Regions from separate parts of the Mus musculus genome. Here region 2 is linked to region 1. A link is a contact called in public HiChIP or PLAC-seq data. All regions are on one chromosome and are shown on one strand. The core of a region is the stretch at or near the end of the contact, and the rest is flanking DNA. Distances in the headings are between cores, read along the strand shown.

The links. HiChIP or PLAC-seq counts read pairs in DNA pulled down with a chosen protein or histone mark.
Region 2: an H3K4me3 HiChIP or PLAC-seq map of the 230-238 cell line shows a contact between it and region 1, with 13 read pairs. The contact joins two enhancer-like sites. A contact is called at or near these places in 1 of 39 promoter capture datasets (hippocampal neurons), 3 of 484 Hi-C or Micro-C datasets (bone marrow-derived macrophages, cerebral cortex and nephron progenitors) and 2 of 115 datasets of contacts at active chromatin or transcription factors (the 230-238 cell line and CD8 T cells).

The regions. Positions count from the first base shown.
Region 1 is chr17:5,638,815-5,645,776 of GRCm38.p6, reverse strand. The region is part of intron 1 of Zdhhc14 (zinc finger, DHHC domain containing 14); the gene reads right to left. Among named protein-coding and RNA genes, the nearest start is that of Gm52305, 110 kb to the right of the region's middle. Within about 2 kb of position 3,831, at least 6 of the 459 cell types and tissues checked have an H3K27ac peak or open chromatin away from gene starts, as enhancers often do. A contact at or near this core is called in the 230-238 cell line, where this site is marked.
Region 2 is chr17:5,727,412-5,734,373 of GRCm38.p6, reverse strand. It overlaps Zdhhc14 (zinc finger, DHHC domain containing 14), which reads right to left. Exons shown (of 9, transcript NM_146073.3): 8 at 2,800-2,902. Among named protein-coding and RNA genes, the nearest start is that of Gm41519, 40 kb to the left of the region's middle. Within about 2 kb of position 3,558, at least 99 of the 459 cell types and tissues checked have an H3K27ac peak or open chromatin away from gene starts, as enhancers often do. A contact at or near this core is called in the 230-238 cell line, where this site is marked.

The sequences.
Region 1 (6,962 bases), core at 2,582-5,081:
TAGCATGTCAGAAACATAATCTCCAAAGTGACTGTCCTGTGACTCGGGGGTTTTGATTAACAAGTCAGTCCAAGGAAATGTTCCTACAAACAGACTGATGCTGCCAGCAGACGTTCCATGCTTCAAGAATGTGTTTACTGTAAAATTGAGTTCCGCCTCGTTTGATTGCCTCTTCAATACAAGAGGCAATACAATTGAATACAAGGAGGCCCCCTTGACCTTGGCTTTTCTGGCTTCCAGAACCGTCAGAAATGAACCTATGCTCTTTGCAAATTATTCAGTCTCCGACATTCTGTAATAGCATCATGAACTTGACAAGAATATCCGTTTGGGAAAAAAACATGCATTCGCATCACAAGAAATGTATTTTCATTTTGGTTGTTATTTGCCGTGCATGAAAGGGCTCTGTGCTTCTCTCCTGAGTGTTCAGGAAAAACTGGCATCATCAATACCTATGAGTGAACTTCCACCTTTCCCAAGACATTTGATTTCGTGATAGTAAGCAGTGAAAAGCTTCAAGTTCAATGTTTAAGGAGAGAGGGACTCTACAACCAAGCAAACAGCAGTCTTCTTATAATCCTGAGAATGCAGAGAGAATCTTTTTCCTGGTATGCAGATCTACTGAGATGCCCCCTCCCCACCCTTTCCTTTGTGTGTGGGCCTGGGGTCCAGGGTCTAGCATGGAACTTATATTTCTACTTGAGACATGAAGATGTCTCATCAGAAATGACTGTTTTCTTGTTAGAGACTGACTATGAAACAACCAACAGAATTTGAGCCCACATGTGTGAGAGGTTCTGGCGGATAATACTTTTTGGGGGGTGTTTTAGTTTTGTTTGTGTTGCTGTGATAAAAATACGCCGACACAAACAACCGAAACAAGAAAGGGTTTATTTGGCTCACAATTGCAGGTTATAGCCAATTGTGATGGGGACAAGAAGGTAGCAGGAATTTGAAACAATTAGTCATATTACGTTCATAGTCAAGAGCAGACAGACACGAATTCATGCATGCTGCTGAGGGGAAGCACACCCACATATAGGGTAGGTCTTCTTGCTTCAATTAATTCAATTAAGAAATCCCTTCCAGGCAACAGGAAGGCCCATGGGCCAATTTAATGTAGACAATGTCTCATCGAGACTCTCTTCCCAATAGAGCCAACATTGTGTCAAAACCAGCCACCACAGGGGGCATGTTTAGCATGTCCATGAGGCACCTAAATTCAATTACTTCAAGTCTAGACCTCGGACTGTGACAGCAGCTGGGGAGTGATAGAGAAGGGACTCAGACTTGATAGCCTTCTTATCATCCAGATGCTGGCTTCATTTCTTTTATTGTCATTTACAAAGCAACCTTGTGTTGTGGTAAGCCATGAAAATGTGCCAGTGTGTGGCCACCAGAAATAAACTATCCATGGTGAGTCCAACCAGAGCAGACCTGTGTTAGAACTTGCCAACGCTGACTGCATGTGTCCATTCCATGAGAGGTTCTTGTTCTTAGGAAACGTGCACTGCATATTCAGGAATAAGGTCTCATGAGATACGCAGTCTTCTTTCAAATAGTTTAGGGAAAGTATGGCATAGGGAGATAAGATGGAATGAATACTTATAGGTGAATTTGGGTGAAAATGGATATATATTATTATTGCAATTTTTATGCTGAGGCCTATAAGCCCCTTTATGTGGGAGATGAGAAGCTGTCCTTCTGCGTGGCTTCCTCGGAGAAGACAAGGAGAGAATATTCCATAGCTCATTGAACTACTGTGTGTCAGGTACACACCGTGTAATCCTTTGCCAGGCACTTTGGGATCAGGTCTTTAAGTCAGCTCAGCTTAATGAGATAGTGGGCACCTGGTGACAGCTGTCCTCTTTCCCAAGGACAGTGCTAAGTTCTCTTGGGAAGTCCCCGTAACCTCTTTATCAAAGCTATAGGATCCCTGCTTCTAAATGATGGCATCTGTGCAAGAGAGACAGCTTTCAACTGAAGTTCAGAAGAAGCTGAGAGCATCTATAGTCCTGGTGATGAAAAGCAGTAAGCAGACTCTGCCTTTGATTGTGACTGTGAACATGGAACTCCAGGAGCAATGAGGCTGGATGGGCCGCTTGCCAACCCATGGCAACTGGCAGCACTGGTTCAACAGCCAAACCACTACGAGCAGCTTAGAAATTCTCAGTCCAAGCTCAGACCTCTCGGAGACAAACAGCCTCTTCACATTCTGAGCAGCAGTGCCCTGAGCTCCACTGAACACCATCTGCGGTGTGTGTAGCCTCCACCTCTGCCTCCGCCTCCGCCTCCGAGGGCCTGGATTTCATACAAGATGATGATACAGCTGCCAGAGACATAAACACCATTTGGAGTCCTATTTCTGTCTCCGGAATTGTGACCTACATACAGCCCAGGGCAGCACAGAGAACAGGAGACAGGCATCTTCGTCTTCATAAAGCTCAATTGGAAAGTGACAGGAGAAGACGGGCTGGGGAGTCGGGGAATGAGACTCTGAAAGCATCCGGGGTTTTTTGGAACATAAAAGATATTAGCTAATTTGGCACCAGACAAAACAAATGCTAAAATGATGAGATGTCTTTACTCCAGTCATGAACAGCATCGAGAGCTGTCTGACTCCTGCTATGATGAGACAGGTGCACAAATAGCTGTGTACAAAGTGTCACCCTGTACACTGTAGAGAAGGAAAGGCCGCCAGGAACAGGTAGAAGGGTGTGGCGTTGCCATGGTATTATGCTGCTCTTTTTTCTGTTCTAGCAGTGATTTTGAATTTTTGGTTGTGAGCCTAGCCTTTAATGGCTGAGCCATCTCTCCAACCCTCTAATAGCAATTTTAATAACTATTCAGGGGAAAATATTTGTGTATGTTTTGATGTTTACACATGAAGAGTGGAACCATCTTCTGGGTGTGATACTATCTGAGACCATGAAATCAGAGGATTTTTGCCATTAAAAGTACATAGCAAGGGGCTATGGAAATAGTTCATGTTGGATTCCCTCAAAACCAGATATAGCTGAGTCACTATAGCACACAACTATAATTCAAGTGGTCCTAAGGTAATAGGGATGTAGAGACAGAAGGAACCCCCATCCTTGAGGCTCACAGGCCAGCTATACTGGCATGTAAGAGACCCTGTCTCAAGCAAGATAGAAGGCAAGGATCAATGCTAGAGATTGCTCGCTGACATCCGCGTGCTTCACATGACAGCATGCATGCCTGCATTCATATACACATCTTATACACACGTCGAAATGATTCTATATAGATTGCCTATATTCATGCACATAAATACACACACACACACACACACACACACACACACACACACACACATCATTCCCATAGAGATAAAATGACTCTCTTTATAACCAGATATAAATTTATTTTTGCCATTGGCTACTGAGATCCTAACTTCACTGACTCTTAATTTCTGTTTAGAGATTGGCTCAATGGAGCAGAATCTGACATAAAGATAATTCCTTCAATGAAAAGCTTGAGACTGATTTCTTCGACATTTCAAATATAAAAACTGGATTTCGTTATTGAGCAACGAGGTCCCTGTTGGTCCACAAGTCAGTTTTTGAGAGAAGATTAACTTTGCTTAAGAGAAACAAAATGCAGCAAGACAATATTAGCCAGGCGCAGCAAATGTTACCACCACGTGACAGAGGGTCCTTTCCATATTAAAATAATTCACCTTTCAAAGGTTCCTATTAAGAGTTTACGACTCCTAACAAGAAATGGACTTCATTTGCTAGTTCTGCTTTGTTCTATGCAGAGAAAGCGTTAGTATAAGAACAAGTGCCTTTTAGGTGCAGACAAGGGGTGTGTGTTTATTATTACGGAGGAACAGGAAGTGGCCTCGATTCACTGATTCTGAACTCGAGTGGGCTTCCAGGTTTGAAAATCACAGAGTTACTTATTTTTTCAAACCTCTGCTCTTCGATCACGATGCATTTCAATAATAAGTAGTTACGACCAACAATACATGAAGTACAATAATCCGAGCCAATGACTCACATGTCTGAAATAATAACAGAGCGGCATCAAGATGAGGTTGGAGGTCGGAAGGGATGTAATAAAAATGATCTTTTCTCCTCTCCATATGAGTCATTGTGAAACAAATGGCTTTCCCCCACCTCCCCTCACAGGCAGGGAACACAAGCATGGCTTGTTTTGTGGTTTGCTGTTTAATCACTATACTTAGAAATACATTTACCACCATCAGGCCTAATAGGCACATTACTGAGAGACAAATAGAGAGAAGAGGATCCAGAACAAACATCCGCTCTGCTTTAGAACAGAAGAAACAAATAGATGTTTCTGTCGTGTGTGTGTGTGTGTGTGTGTGTGTGTGTGTAGGGTGTATTGTATTTCAGTATGTGCAAGTAGGTTTGCACACACATGCATGCTCATGCATGTGCATATATGTACATATGTACATATGTCAACCAGAGGTTGACATTGTGTCTTCCTCAATGGCTCACAATCTTATTTTTTGAAGCAGGGTGTGGAGGCTTAAATAGGTTTGGCCCCATAGACTCACAGATTTGAATGCTTGGTCCATGGGAAGTGACTATTAGGAGTATGGCCTTGTTGGAGTAGGTGTGGCTTTGTTGGAGTAGGTGTGGCTTTGTTGGAGTAGGTGTGGCTTTGTTGGAGTAGGTGTGGCTTTGTTGGAGTAGGTGTAGCCTACTTGGAGTAGGTGGGATCTTGTTGGAGGAAGTGTGTCACTGTGGGGGCAGGCTTTAGCTCTACCCAGTGTGGAATTCAGTCTTCTCCTGCTGCCTTCTGATCAAGATGTAGAACTCTGCTCCTCCAGCACGCTGTCTGCCTACACCCTGCCACACTTCCCACCATGATGACAATGGACTGAACCTCTGAAACTGTAAGCCAGCCCCAGTTAAATGTTTTCTTTTGTAAGAGTTGACTTGGTTATGGTGTCTCTTCACAGCAATAAAACACTTACTAAGGCATGGGGTCTTCTATTGAATTTGATTCTCCCTGATTGGTTAAATTGGCTGGCCAGTGAGCCCTAGGGGTCCTCTATCTCTGCCACACCCCTAATGCTAGGGTAACAAACAGGTATGGAGTGGCTGGTTCTTAAGTAGATATTGGAAATCATGATTGTGAGGGAACAACTTTACAAACTGAGCCATCTCCCCAAGTCCCCAATAGATAATTTTATGAAGTTCCCGGCATTTCTCTGCGATGCCAGTACTGGGACAGATCCATTCTCAGGAGCTAGGTTGATTATTCTAGATGGCCAGAAGAATGGCTGCCAAAAAAAGATGTTTAAATAAGAGGACCCTGGGGACAAAAGAGAAAACCATGAGAGCAGACAGTAGAGAGAGCAGGGTACCGATGAACCCCTTGCGACCCTGCGTGGGCTACACAGGGACTCCCCGAGACCTCCCAAAGCACACCAGTCCAAACCCCAGGCTCCCTCTGTGTCCTAAAGGTCAAGGCGCCCTCATCAAAGAGAGGGAGCCACAAACAACTGGAGATGCAGAGTTTAAATGGGGCCAGCTCAAACCCTGCACCTGTAGCCTTCCTCCCATGGGACGCCTGGCAGGAACAGACCCGCCCATATAGTCTCAGGACACCTGTGGAAAGTGGGGAGGTGCTCTCTGAGCCTTGTATCTGCATACCTTCCAAGCATGCAGAAGGGTCGTTATTTCTCATTTGGGCCTCCTAAACACCCAAAAGATCTACTTATAGATAGCAAGCCTCTATCTCATAGTCTGTGCAGACGGCCCAATTTACTCACCTGCCGTTAAGAATGGCAAGGGACTGTTAGGGGAAATTGTTGTATTTAAATACTTTTGTCAAGTAATTTTGATGTGCATTTAAAATTCTAGGAATCCAGAGGCTTCTGAGTAGTATGTGAATTACAGGAATGGAAGGCATTTTTAATCTGTGTGGTATATGCATGTATGTATAGGTATGATTGTATATGGGCACACGATACTTGTGTGTGTGTGTGGGGGGGTGTGCATGTGTGGGCTCAAGCGTATGGAGGCCCAAGGCTGATGCTGGAATTATCCTGGCTCACTCTTCTACCTTGTTCATTGAGTCGGGATGTCAGGTGGTGTCTCTCAAACCTAGAGCTTCCTGGTATGGCTAGAATCATATGCCTAGCCTCACTAGCCAGCTTGTGAGGGGGAACCCCTGGTCTCTGCCTCCTGAGGCCAGAATTACAGGAAGGCCACCATGTCCTCCCAATGTTTCTGTAGGTGCTGGGGTCTGAACTCTAGTCCTCCCACCTGTATGGTCAATGCTTTAACCACTGAGCCATCAGCCCAGCCTGAAAGCCAGTGTGTGCGTGTGTCTGTCCTGAGCTGGCCCTTTAATGACATAATGTACACCATACATCCTTTACTGCAGTTCTGTCCCCTCCAGATCATACAGGGGTTCTGAACTAACTGGGGACACAGCCTCTGCCACCTCACTCTCAGTGTGCCCTAGCAGTGTACGGATCTGAACATGGTAGCAGGCTGGTGCCCTGTGCTAGGGAGACCTTCCCATGCAGGGCCCGGCCTGGCCCATGTAGTCCTTTGGAATTTTTTTTTTCCTTGCTCTAGACTAAATTCTCAGGTTTGGTTGTCTCTAAACCCCATCTGATATTTAAAAGCGCATTGTTCTGCTCTTGTTTTGGCAACTCTGTAGGGGGCTTTAGCTCTGCTCTGATTCTGTGTCTCATCAACACTGATACCCTGCAAGCTTTAAGAAGGCTTCATCAAGGGAAAATGTGACAACGTGGCCATCACTTGGGGATTTTATTTTACATTGCATGTTCTCATACTTGGAGCCTGGCCTCCTAAATCTGCCTGCCCCAGTGGTGTCTGGGCCTGCGTCTTCTGCCTGTACGATAATCCCAGGAGGGCTGTTGTAAGGTGGCTCATAACTCAGATTCAGGGGCTCGTAGAGGCCACAAAGCCATCTGACTCCTAGCATCC
Region 2 (6,962 bases), core at 2,309-4,808, 89 kb before region 1:
TGCCCCATCCTCTGGAAAGGATAGACATGCTCAGTTTGGAGACTGTGGGGTGTGATGGGCTGGAGAAGAGATCTCAGGGTCGTGGCTCGCCCTCTTCTGTGGGCTTATCCTATGTGTTGGGACTGTGACGTTCAAGGATCGACTCAGCTGCTCAGAGCTGTAAGAGACTTTAGATAAGGAAGCCCCAGACCCTCTTTTGTAAGCAAAAGAGGGGCACTGAGGACTAGCGAGGCAGTGTGAGCTGCTAACGGTCACGGGGCTGACTGGTAGGAACCCAGCGCTTACACACACAGTCCCGCCCTCTCTTGTGCAGATGCTCTAAAGGCTACAGTGTGCCAGATCTTTCCATTCATGAACTTCGGGGAGAAAATGGTATGAGTGGATTCTTCCATGGTACTTGTCTTGTGTCAGGCAAGATTTGAATGCTGTCCACTATCCCACTTCATCTTCAGAGAGGCCCTACCAGATGACACATTACTGTTCCCACCTTATGGATGAAAACTTGGGGCAGGAAAGGGCTATGCAATTCCTCAAGCTCAGGTATATGGTAGATGATGGTGCTCTGGTCTCTGCAGTTAGCTCTCTCTCCCCTCACCACCCTTGTTCCTCTTCAAGGCATCTAAAGGCCTCGATGTTCTTCTCTGGATCTACCTAAAGGTTCTACAGTGGAAGCCCGCTGCTGGCTGACTCTACAGCGCCCCCATGTGGAAGAGATGCCTCTGTATAGTTCCTATGACAGTCAGAGGTGCTTTGGCTCAGGGATTTGGCAAAGCAGGGTTCTGTGCCCCTCAAAGGCTCATGGTGTGCAACTGGTCCATGGCCAGTAGAGGGAGGTACTGGGACTGTTGGGAGCCTAACGCATGCCACTTGGGTGTTCGTGCAAAGAGGGTATCTTTTTCCTACCTGTCGTCATTCATCACCCCACCCCCACTCTCTGCTTTCTGTTCTCCAGGAAGTGAAGACACGTGCTACACACTTACAGATGCTCCTGACAGCACTACATCCCACCACACACCTCTGCCACCATCATGTGCTGCCCAAGCACAGGGGGCTGAGCAGCTGTCAGCAGAGCCATCACCATGAGCCTCAGTAAATCTCTCTTCCCTTACGTTGTTTGGCCAATGCACCATAAAAGCAACCGACTCATGTCCATTATAGATTCCAGAGTGGCTTACAGCACCTTTAAGGTGGCTTCTGCTTAGGTTCTAAATCTAGAGACCGTGCAGAGCATTCTGAGGTTGGTGCTTGGGAGCCTTGCAGAGTCTAAGCCGAGACCATTGATGTTGCTTGGACACTGATGTCCGGTGAAGGTCCCTAATGTTGTCATCACAGGCTTGCTTCCACGTTGTGCTGCTTGCTGACACTGAGTGTGAGAGAAAGAGCATCATAGCCCTTCTATCTTTTGAGTCTAGCCCTTAGCACATAGCAAGAACCTCAGGGACGGTGCTGGTTGAGTGAGTGGGAGAATGCATGTATATCAGCATGTGTACCAGTCAGAGAAACAATCAACAGACACTGGTAGAAATTCTGGTATATCCCCCTTACGGTTAAAATAAAATTGAGTGATAATGTTCCACTGTGGGTTTAGGATTAAATGAGACTGTTAAATGCTTTGGACGTCTGTTGCCTAATAAACTCAGTATCTTCCCTTTGCTGAGCACATAGCCTACTTTCTCTGTTCTTGCTTCCCTCTGAGGAAATCCGGTTTTCAGGGTTTCTTGTGTGGGTATGCGGGATGCTCATGGAGAAGAGTGGAAAGACTGGGTTACATCCATATTGCTTTCAAAGGAGACCTATTAGCTAGCGAAGCAACACAACTAAGACCCCACAGCTAGCATCTTCCTGCAGGAGGCTGGCGCCATGGGTGAGCAGGGAGTCGGGAGGGTTTCCCGGCTGCAGGTCTTAGAGACGGTTGGTTGCTGACTTTACAGCTCTCTATGTTTATCAGCAAGATTTCCCCAAGTCCAGCCCCAAGCCAGCTCCTCTGGGTGACAGGAAAACTCCATGTAGGAGACTCAGCTGTACAAATGGCGAACAGCAGAGTGGGTAGGGACTTGAAGTTCATGTCTTTAGGCAAACAGAGAGGCAACTGCCTTCTAAACACCTCAGAAAGTTCAGGTGCTGGGAGTCAGGGTCAACGTGCTGTGGTTGTAGGTGTCCACGGAAAGATGCTTCCTGCCTTCCCCCACCTCCTGTTGGACAGAGGTATGTGCACACTGCTTGCATGCTCCAGTGTGCAGGCAGTTTGGTTTACACTGTAAATAAAGTAGCCCTTGGCCTGAGGATTGTATAGAGGGGCTACAGGCTGGTCTAAGACTCAGGGTGGAAGTATGGAGAAGTGTGGTGATGTCCACTGCCCACCTTTAGTAGCAGGGCACGTTATTATGGTAGCAGCACACACTGAGCAAGGGACAGCAAGGATATGGAGACTATCAAACAAGTCCAGCCCTGGTGGGAAGGTAGATCCTAGTCTTTAACTGTTCCCTGACTTTGTGGACATACGTTTGACATATGCTATTGAAACAAAGAGATGGTGTGTGTGTGTGTGTGTGTGTGTGTGTGTGTGTGTGTGTGTGTGTGTTAAGTAACAAGCCAGCCAGATTAGATGACATGGTCCCTCCATGAATACTGTCCAAATTGGTCATTTTCCTTCCCCATGTTAGCATGTCAGTCACATGGATGATCCAGATGTGCCTTCTACTAAAGCAATTCCCAGGCATATATTATTGGGTTAGAGGGCATATCAGAAGAAGAGAAGGCATCACAGGGAATAGCGGCCCTGATGCAGGCAGTACCTACCATGTCACTCTGCGACTGTGTGGCCCCATACATAGTGATCCCATTTGATGGTGCTGCTGGCTGTGGTGTGTCGGGCTGGACATAGCCTCTTCTGTCAATTAGGCTGCAGGAGAACAATCAGAGGAAGGAGAGAGTGAGAAAAATCTCAAATATGACAGCAACATAATTTATACATCTAGGTCTGGGGTTCCTCTTCGATGGTTATCCTCAGCTGTCAATTTGATGGGTTCTAGAATGACCTGGGAGATGAGACCCTCCACACATCTGTGGGAGATTATCTTGATTAGGTTAACTAAGGTGGGGCAATCCTCCCACTGTGGGTGGTACCACTCCCTAGGCTAGGATCCTGGATTGTATAAAAAGGAGACCGAGAACTGAGCATAAGCATCCATTGTTCTGTTTCTTGCAGATACAATGTGACTAGTTGTATCAAGCACCTCCTGTCTGGCAGTCCCTGTTGTGAAGTTACATGAACTGTGAGCCAGAATAAACCCTCCCCCCAGTAGGTTGTCTTTGTTAGGATGTGTTATTACAGTAGCAGAAAGAGATTAAAACAAGTTCTTTCTGTGCTAGATCCATTATGGCATCTTGGGCTGTTCCATATGTATCCTCCACATGACACCAGTTACCAAATTCTATCACTTCTTCCTTTAGGGTACCGTGATTCAAACTTGTGCATATTAGACAAGTGCTCTAATGGGGAGCTCTAGCCTCACTGTCACTTCTACTTTAAAAGAGGCTTGTGGCATTGGTTGTTCCCTTTTTTAGTCTAGATGTCACCTGGTACAGACCGCAGCAGCTTCCTCTTAGTCACCCCCCACTGTCACAATTGTTCCCAACTTCCCTCTCCAGCTTCAAGCTAATGTCATTTCATGACAAGCCTGTGCCATCTTATCATATTAATTCAGATATACATTGTGAGTGGCCGCACCATGCTAGTGCCTTATGGGAGACCAGAGCAAGCTACACCTGCACACACTCTTTCCTCTCTGACCATCCTCACCCGGGCCACATTCTCTCCCACTCCCCTGCTCGCTGAAGGGGGAACATGATGGGCTGGATTGTGCCAGTCCCACAACCTGGAGATGGGACCCTATCTGTGACCTATGGCTACTTTGTGAACGCAAGCATGAGAAGATGAGCACCTAATGGATTGAGGTGGTCTTAGCACACTGTGACCACAGTGCTACCCCCAGGGGCTGGGAAGAGCAAGCAAGAGCTTCCTATGTAAGAGAGAGCATGGCTGTATTGCTGGTGCCTTCGTTTCAGACTTCTAATCTCAGACTGGGAGCTATGTTACTTTAAGCCCTCCCCATGATGGCACTTTGTTGGAACACCCCAGGAAGTACTATAGAGGTAGGAGAAGAGGAATTAGCTTCAGAGAGTCCCCGAAGGGAGCCCCAAGGCCTGAACAGGGTGCATGGCTATAGCTTAGGTCTGCAGTAACAGGTATGTCTGACCTCTTACACAGCAGCTTTGCCTGTACTGGGAAGTTGCAATAGGAGATTCTTAGATGAACATTGGAAAACAGGCTACAAGCTGTAAATTGAAACCCTTTCATCTCTACGTTGCTTTTGGTCATGGTGTTTTGTTGCAGCAATAGAAACCATAACTAAGACAGCCCCCCTCATACCCTTCTCACTTCCTCAGACTTGCTCTTGTTCAGCCCCCCACTGCACATGTGCTCTTTTGGTTTCCCTTGATCAGCTTTCCTACCCCTTCATCCTAGCTCTTGTGCATGCTGTCTTTTTTTTTTTTTTTTAAGAGTTGTTTATTTATTTCAGGAGTACACTGTAGCTGTCTTCATGCACGCCAGAAGAGGGCATCAGATCCCATTACAGATGGCTGTGAGCCACTACGTGGTTGCTGGGAATTGAACTCGGGAAGAGCAGTCAATGCTGTTAACTGCTGAGCCATCACTCCAGCCCCATGCTGTCCTTTCTGAATTCCTTCCTAACTCCTACTCATTCTCTAGATGAGATCAAAATGTCACTGTGTACCATCTGTCCCTGGCCATGTGGCATACAAGATGGTACCTTTCTCTTGCATACCCCACACCAATCGCTCAGTAGTGTCCAAATGAATTCCTTGCTCCAGGTTTAAGCCATGGATCTGGCCCTGTATGACACCCTGCACCAACTCCTGCCCTCACCCTCTCACATTCTCCTCTACACTGATGTTGACAGCGCAAGGGGACCAGGATGTGTGCTTTTGTGCTCACCAGGACACAGAGACACATTTCCTTACTAACACATTGTGTGTGCTGGGTTGGCTAGGTTTAGCCCTCATAGACTCATGTGTTTGAATGCTTGTCCTGTGGGGAGAGGCACTATTAGGAGGTGTGACCTTGTTGGAAGAAGTGTGTCACTGTGGGCTTTGTGGTCTCCTATGCTCAAGCTCCTCCCAGTGTAGAATTCTCAGCTCCTCCAGCACCATGCCTGCCTGGATGCTGCCATGCTAACAATGTCCTCTGCAAGAGTTGCCTTGGTCATGATGTCTCTTCACAGCAATGGAAACCCTAACAAGACAGTGCAGCCCATTTCATAACACCTGAGAGGTGACTCAAGCCAAGTCTGAAGTCTGAAGTGGACAGCGCTGCTTAACAGGCTGGAGGGATAAGAAGGCCCTGTGACAGGAGGGAAGAGCAGAGGGAAGGAAAGGCAAGAAAAGCCAGGAAGAAGAGCAGAGATGAACATCTCCTCATCAGCATGGGGACAAGCCTGGGGATCATTAACACAGACAAAGGAGCCCAGGCCTTTCCCTGTGGACTCCTGAGAGTCTGTTACACGCAGTGAGATGGGAGTGTAAGGGGACAGAGGTCATTCCAGCCAGCATCCTGGGTCTCCATAAGTAAAATGAAATACAGTTCAGTGTGCCAACTTCAGAAACTGTAGCTAGTCTGTAACAGGGACTCCCCATTTAAATGACCCACATAGAGCTGCAGTCCCTGTCACCAATCTAGAGCATCCCTTGCCTTCTCTATGCTCATCCTATGCATGGTCCCTTTCCCCTCTGTGGACCCCTGGGCTGTTTCTAGACTGGAGCTGTCTAATTCAAGACTCACGACTTACCCCAGTCAACAGTTCAATTAGTGGAGGGCCACTCTGGAGAAGTGTTCCTTCCAAAGGACTTGAATCTTAAAGACAATGGCCCCAATCCAGCCAAAACATGGTCTTAGTTGCAGTTCCTATTTGTGTAACACAGCACCATGACCAAAGAAACTGGGGAAGGAGAGGGTTTATTTGGCTTCTGCTTCCACATCGCTGTTCACCATTGAAGGAAGTCAGGGCAGGAAATCAAGCAGGGGCAGGAACCTGGATTCAGGAGCTGATGCAGAGGCCATGGAAAGGCACTGCTTACTGGCTTGTTCCCCAGGGCTTGCTCAGCCTGCTTTCTTACAGGATCCAGGACCACAAGCCAGGGATGGGCTGGGCCCTCCCCCAGTCACTATTAAAACAAAAAATCTGGCCAGGCTTGTCTATACCCAGATCTCACGGAGGCCATTTTTCTTTTCAGTTGGGGCTCCTTCCTCTCTGGTGACTCCAGCTTCAGTCAAGCTGACATAAAGCTCTCCAGTACAACTACCTTCCTGTCAGCCTGATGCATAAGCGCATCACTTTCAGTCTGAGCCTTTCCATTCCCATCAATTCCCACATCAATATCGCGAGATCAAACCAAGTAGCTTTTAAAGTCCCACAGCCCTTACAAACTCAAACATATTAAAACTTCAGCCTTTTAGAAATATCGAATTTCTTAAAAAAATTTAGAGATCTCTTTGAAAAGTTTAAAATCTTTCAGCTGTGGGCTCCTGCAAAGATAAACAAATTAAGTGAGATACCTTCTCACTTCTAGAGGGGAGATCCAGGGCACAGCCACGTTCTGAACAGAACCAAACCGGCCCCTCCTTTCTGACTACTGCTAGCTGTAATCCTGAACATAATATTTAGATTCTGTGTCTCAGTTTACCTATCTGTAACACAGAAAATAATGGTATCTACTTCACAGGCATGAAATGAACATCTTAAAAGCTGATACATGGGAAGCAGTTAGGAAGCTGACACAGATGCTTGCATGCACATCTCCCCTCCACAGAAAGAGAGGGAGGGAGGGGGCGCGGGGCAGGCCAGTTACTGCTAAGAGTAATACCAACTTCAGTGCCTTCC